Regions from separate parts of the Mus musculus genome. Here region 2 is linked to region 1. The links are chromatin contacts, called in public Micro-C maps. All regions are on one chromosome and are shown on one strand. The core of a region is the stretch at or near the end of the contact, and the rest is flanking DNA. Distances in the headings are between cores, read along the strand shown.

Evidence for each region. Hi-C and Micro-C count contacts between places; a contact is called where the count stands out from the background.
Region 2: a contact with region 1 is called in a Micro-C map of muscle stem cells, with 2.5 times the contacts expected there. The contact joins the promoter of Tbkbp1 here to the enhancer-like site in region 1. A contact is called at or near these places in 25 of 39 promoter capture datasets (the 3T3-L1 cell line, 3T3-L1-derived adipocytes, the C10 cell line and 15 more), 9 of 15 datasets of contacts at CTCF or cohesin (CD8 T cells, the G1E-ER4 cell line, embryonic stem cells and 3 more), 150 of 484 Hi-C or Micro-C datasets (3T3-L1-derived adipocytes, the AML12 cell line, the AtT-20 cell line and 80 more), 48 of 115 datasets of contacts at active chromatin or transcription factors (the 230-238 cell line, CD8 T cells, the HPC-7 cell line and 33 more) and 5 of 9 other capture datasets (adipose tissue, embryonic stem cells, embryonic tail and 2 more).

What each region holds. Positions count from the first base shown.
Region 1 is chr11:97,097,706-97,100,405 of GRCm38.p6, reverse strand. It overlaps Tbx21 (T-box 21), which reads left to right. Exons shown (of 6, transcript NM_019507.2): 4 at 321-479; 5 at 575-636; 6 at 1,028-2,399. The coding sequence ends at 1,634. Among named protein-coding and RNA genes, the nearest start is that of Tbx21, 16 kb to the left of the region's middle. Within about 2 kb of position 1,430, at least 15 of the 459 cell types and tissues checked have an H3K27ac peak or open chromatin away from gene starts, as enhancers often do. A contact at or near this core is called in differentiating embryonic stem cells and muscle stem cells, where this site is marked.
Region 2 is chr11:97,148,741-97,151,440 of GRCm38.p6, reverse strand. It overlaps Tbkbp1 (TBK1 binding protein 1), which reads left to right and starts at 1,366. Exons shown (of 10, transcript NM_001372531.1): 1 at 1,366-1,450; 2 at 1,826-2,079; 3 at 2,374-2,496. The coding sequence starts at 1,855.

The DNA.
Region 1 (2,700 bases), core at 181-2,680:
GAGAAAAGAAAAGCCAGTTGTAATGGCATGAACCAGTTATTTAAACACTGGGAGCGGGTGGCGGGGACACAGGTGGATCCCTAGGGCTCACTGGCCAGCCAGCCTACTTGGTGAGTTCCAGTAGGGATGCTTAGGGGAAGTTGCATGGTGGTAAGGTGGTCGAAGCCACAAGATGAACTCAGGCATCCTTTCTAGTCTGTCTCACTGTGGGGCTAGTAGTTACGTAGGAGAGTGCATCTAGAGATGAGGCCAGCTTGAGGTCAGGAGGACCTTCCTTCCAGCTCCTTCCGTGACCCTGTCACCCCCTGGCCCCTCTCCAGATGATCGTCCTGCAGTCTCTCCACAAGTACCAGCCCCGGCTGCACATCGTGGAGGTGAATGATGGAGAGCCAGAGGCTGCCTGCAGTGCTTCTAACACACACGTCTTTACTTTCCAAGAGACCCAGTTCATTGCAGTGACTGCCTACCAGAACGCAGAGGTGAGCCCGGGGACGGGCATCTGCCAGAGGGAGGGTGGGACAGACTTCTTGAGGAGGAAGAGGGGACTCAGAGAACTCTATTTCCCCGTCTCTAGATCACTCAGCTGAAAATCGACAACAACCCCTTTGCCAAAGGATTCCGGGAGAACTTTGAGTCGTAAGTGTTCTGAGTTCAAATCCCCTTTGGTCTTTCTGAGATGGGACTGTGGTTCAGTGCTCAACATGCCCTGTCTCTGCTTCAGGGGTCTGGGGACCATCATATTAGAAGCCTAATATAGCCTTGATCTCTCTTTCTCTCTCTCTGTCTCTCTCTGTCTCTCTCTGTCTCTGTCTCTCTGTATTTATTTTATTTATACGAGTACACAGTAGCTGTCTTCAGACACACCAGAAGAGGGCATTGGATCTCATTACAGACGGCTGTGAGCCACCATGTGGTTGTTGGGAATTGAACTCAGGACCTCTGGAAGAGCAAGCAGCCAGTGCTCTTAACTGCTGAGCCATCTCTCTAGCCCCCTCATTCATTGTTTTTATTTTTATTTATTTTTTAGCATGTACGCATCTGTTGATACGAGTGTCCCCTCGCCACCTGGACCCAACTGTCAACTGCTTGGGGGAGACCCCTTCTCACCTCTTCTATCCAACCAGTATCCTGTTCCCAGCCGTTTCTACCCCGACCTTCCAGGCCAGCCCAAGGATATGATCTCACAGCCTTACTGGCTGGGGACACCTCGGGAACACAGTTATGAAGCGGAGTTCCGAGCTGTGAGCATGAAGCCCACACTCCTACCCTCTGCCCCGGGGCCCACTGTGCCCTACTACCGGGGCCAAGACGTCCTGGCGCCTGGAGCTGGTTGGCCCGTGGCCCCTCAATACCCGCCCAAGATGAGCCCAGCTGGCTGGTTCCGGCCCATGCGAACTCTGCCCATGGACCCGGGCCTGGGATCCTCAGAGGAACAGGGCTCCTCCCCCTCGCTGTGGCCTGAGGTCACCTCCCTCCAGCCGGAGCCCAGCGACTCAGGACTAGGCGAAGGAGACACTAAGAGGAGGAGGATATCCCCCTATCCTTCCAGTGGCGACAGCTCCTCTCCCGCTGGGGCCCCTTCTCCTTTTGATAAGGAAACCGAAGGCCAGTTTTATAATTATTTTCCCAACTGAGAAAATGCCGCTGAATTGGAAGGTGCCCACTAACTTAGAAAACAGACGCGGGGCTGAGAGCCCCGAGCTCTTCCCCATCCCTTCCCTGTATAGTGATTGGTTGGAGAGGAAGCGGGGCAAGAAGGATTCTGGGGTTTACTTCTTGTTTCCTGGCCCACAAGGAAATACGACAGGAGTGTCCCCTGCCCCTTTCTCTGCCCGAACTACAGTCACGAACCTGGTGCTGCTTCTGACCCCATGGTTCCATGGAGAACGGAGAATGGACTCCAGAGAGTTTTGGACCCAGAGGGACTTCATGGCTTTCTGCGAGGTGGAGGGGTCGGGGTGGGGAGTCCAGGAGAGCTGCTCTCTTCCCCTGTCCAGTCAGTAACTTTCAACTGTTGGTCTGACACCTGTGTTAATCTCTGACCTGAAAGTGAAGATACACGCATTTTTACAACAGCCAGCCAAACAGAGAAGACTCAGGTGACTGCGGGCGGACTGGGCCACCTGCGAGGAGACAAGAGAGGGTGGGTGCAGAGGAAGGGTTTGAAGGGTGCACATTTCACCAGGCGAGGTCACTTTGAACCGGTGTGTACACACACGGGTGTCTCTTTTTTATTTCTTCGGGAGGGGGGAGGCTATTTATTGTAGAGAGTGGTGTCTGGATGTATTTCTTCTGTTTTGCATCACTTTCTGGAAATAAACATGGACCTGGTAAACACGCCCTCCTTCTGTGGCTGGTCGGTAGGAGGTGTGTGTGTGTGGATCAAAGTTTGCTGATCTAGCAAAGTTGTCCTGTGGGCTCTTGATTTTGGGGGGTAACTGCCAGGAACCTAAAGTGACCCCACTTAGGGATAAACTCAGAGTATGTCTTGTCCTCAGCACTCCAGCTGATGGTTCATGCCACCACATGTGACCAAAGGTGTATTGTGACCAAAGAGCCCCTCAGCCTATGTTGCCTGCTCAGAACCCTGGAGGGAGGCAGTGTGGGAGCAAGGTTAGGACCAGGCTGGGTCGGGTGGAGTTTAGGAAAGCCAGGACTCTTGATTTATCTTTGCATCACTCTCCATTTTTTAGGAGTTTG
Region 2 (2,700 bases), core at 117-2,616, 51 kb before region 1:
GGGCCCGTCAGGGGAGGGAGCCGGCGGAGGGGTGCGCTGCGACTGCGAGCAGGAGCCCGCGGCAGCCGTGAGTGCGGGCCGGGGCCCGGGCTGGGGGAGGGGGAGGGGCGCGGCGGGCCGGGGCGGCTTGGGGCGCGGGAGGCCGGGGCCCGGGCGCGGGTGGGCGGGCGCTGCGCCCGGGAGCAGAGTGGGGAAGGGTCCTGCGCCGCTGCCCGCAGCCTCCGGCCTGCGGGGCGGCTGCCGCTCAGTAGCCCGCCCGGAGCCCGGCCGCGGTGGGGGAGGGGGCTGCGCGGTCTCGGCCCCACAGAGGGGAGGGGCGACAGTTTCTGTCCGCCGAGCCCGAGGGGGTTTAAAGAGCCGCTCTTAAAGGGGCCGCCGGAGGGGCCAGGCGGGGACGGGCGCCCCCTCCCCAGTAGCCTGCGCGGGCGCTCGGCGCGCGGCCCCAGGATGCGGAGGAAGGCAGCTCGGGTCGCACGGCCGGGGTGTGTGGGGACACGGAGTCCTCGAGAGTGGGGGTGATGGCCGGAGATCGTGGGCAGGGATGGGGGTGGGGTGTGTAGTGAGCTCTGGTCGGCAGAGTAGGGGGAGGGGTGGCGTGGGCAAGAGAGGGTTAAAGGTGGGGCCAGCCCTTCAAACACGCGCACACGCTCCTTACTCAGACCTGTCACACGCGTCTGTCGCTCCGGCACTTAGCCGAGGCTGGGGGATGGGGGACCCGAGGCCTGCACTGTCGGAACTCGCGCCTTCGGACCGAGCCCCCTCGCCGGAGCGCACACACGCTCCAGCGCGCGCACACACCTCGGACATTCCCATAGTGCCTCACGTGACACTCGGCCCGAACGTGCCCACCCTACCCACACGCTCACGCACGCGTGCTCACACGCGCGCGCGCGCACACACACGTACACACACACACATACACAACCTCTGGTCACTCCCGAACTCCGCGCTGACCCCGGTCCTCCGCCCCGCAAAAGCACTCATTGACGGCGGCACACCTACACTCATTCACAGACACACACTCCCCCCCACATGGCAGCCACAGCCACACATTCATAAACAAGGGCCCGGAGATGTACACACGCACCCCCTCGCTGCCTACTCGTTTTGGGAGCCCTGAGTCATTCCTGCCCCCCTCCCAGGGCTCCCCATTTCCCTGAGTGCAGGCACAATAGGACAAGCTGGAGTCTCCCTTAATGGTCTCGGTTCTCCTAGGCCCCCTTGCCCAGTTTGCTGCCTCTGACACTCAGCCAAGGACTTCCTGTAGGTCTGCGCCTGGACGGTTGCCACAGCCCCGGCGCACTTGGGGAGGCACTTCCTTTTCCTGAACTCTGGGATCCTGCGGGAGGAAGTTGGGCGGGGGCCACAGAGGCCAGGCTGCCTAGCGGGACTAGCCTTCCTTAGGAGCAGGCGACAGAGGCCTGGGATGGGAATCTTGGCGGCTGTCGAGGTACTTGGGGAAAAGGGAGGTCTGGGGAGGAGACCAAGCCGAGTAGTCTAGGCAGGTTCTGGGCTGTGCCAATGCTGGGACAGCAGCCCTCCCTCCCATCTGTCCACAGGTCTCTCCTCCCTGCCCCTGATCCTTGGTCCTGTTTATCAGTTGTCCCCCACTCCACTCATGACGTCTATCTGGTTCCATTTCCTTCTATAAGCAGTCACAGCAGGGGATAGGGCAGAAACTTGAGAGAGAAGAGAGAGAGAGAGTTAGTTGTGAGATCTGTCTCTTGGCTGAAGCTCCCCAGCTACCACAGGTTCCTCAGACCAGCATGGAAGAGTTGGGAACAAAGAGCAGGTGGTCCTCTTTACTCTGTTCCTGCACTCTCAGGAGGCCCAGGGTGGGCTGAAGCCCTTACCATGGAGTCCATGTTTGAAGATGACATCAGCATCCTGACCCAAGAGGCCTTGGGGCCCAGTGAGGTGTGGCTGGATGGTCCTGGAGACCCGTCCCTGGGAGGGGACATGTGTTCTGCCTCCCACTTTGCCCTCATCACAGCCTACGGAGACATCAAGGAAAGGCTAGGAGGCCTGGAGAGGGAGAATGCCACCCTCCGCCGTCGCCTCAAAGTCTATGAGATCAAGGTCAGAACCTAGATGTGATGGCGAGCTGAGCTTGTAGTTGCCTGCAAGGGCAGGAGGGTCCCAAGAGGTGGCCAGCACTGGAGGCTGCCTGGTCCCTGAAGAAGTGGCTGCCTTGGGGATGAGGAGCTCTGCTCCTGCAGCCAATCTCAGGGGTGGAGGAGGAGCCCAGCTTTGGAGTGGTGGGTCCCATTGGAGGGGGCGGGGAGAGGCGCCTGTGAAGCTGGCAGTGGGGTTGGGGGACAGAGCGGTCCTGGGATGGGAAGCCAGGCTTCTCAGAGGACGACCCTCCCACAGTATCCGCTGATCACTGATTTTGGAGAGGAGCATGGCTTCCCTCTGTATGAACTCAAGGATGGCTCCCTGCTGGAGGTGGAGAAGGTCAGTCTGCAGCAACGACTCAACCAATTCCAACACGAGGTAAGCCCTTGCTTCGCTTCCCAGCCAACCCCACTCCCTTAGCCTCCTGCTTCCCTCACTTTGCCCTCAACCCCGCCCTGCCCCCGCCTTCCCTAAATCAGCTTCAGCGCTTCCTGTTTCTATTGGGAATAGGGTTGGGGAGGTTGGGAGCCCCCTCTGCTCCCTGTCAAGGCTGGTCCTGACCCTGGCACACCTCTCCGGGCC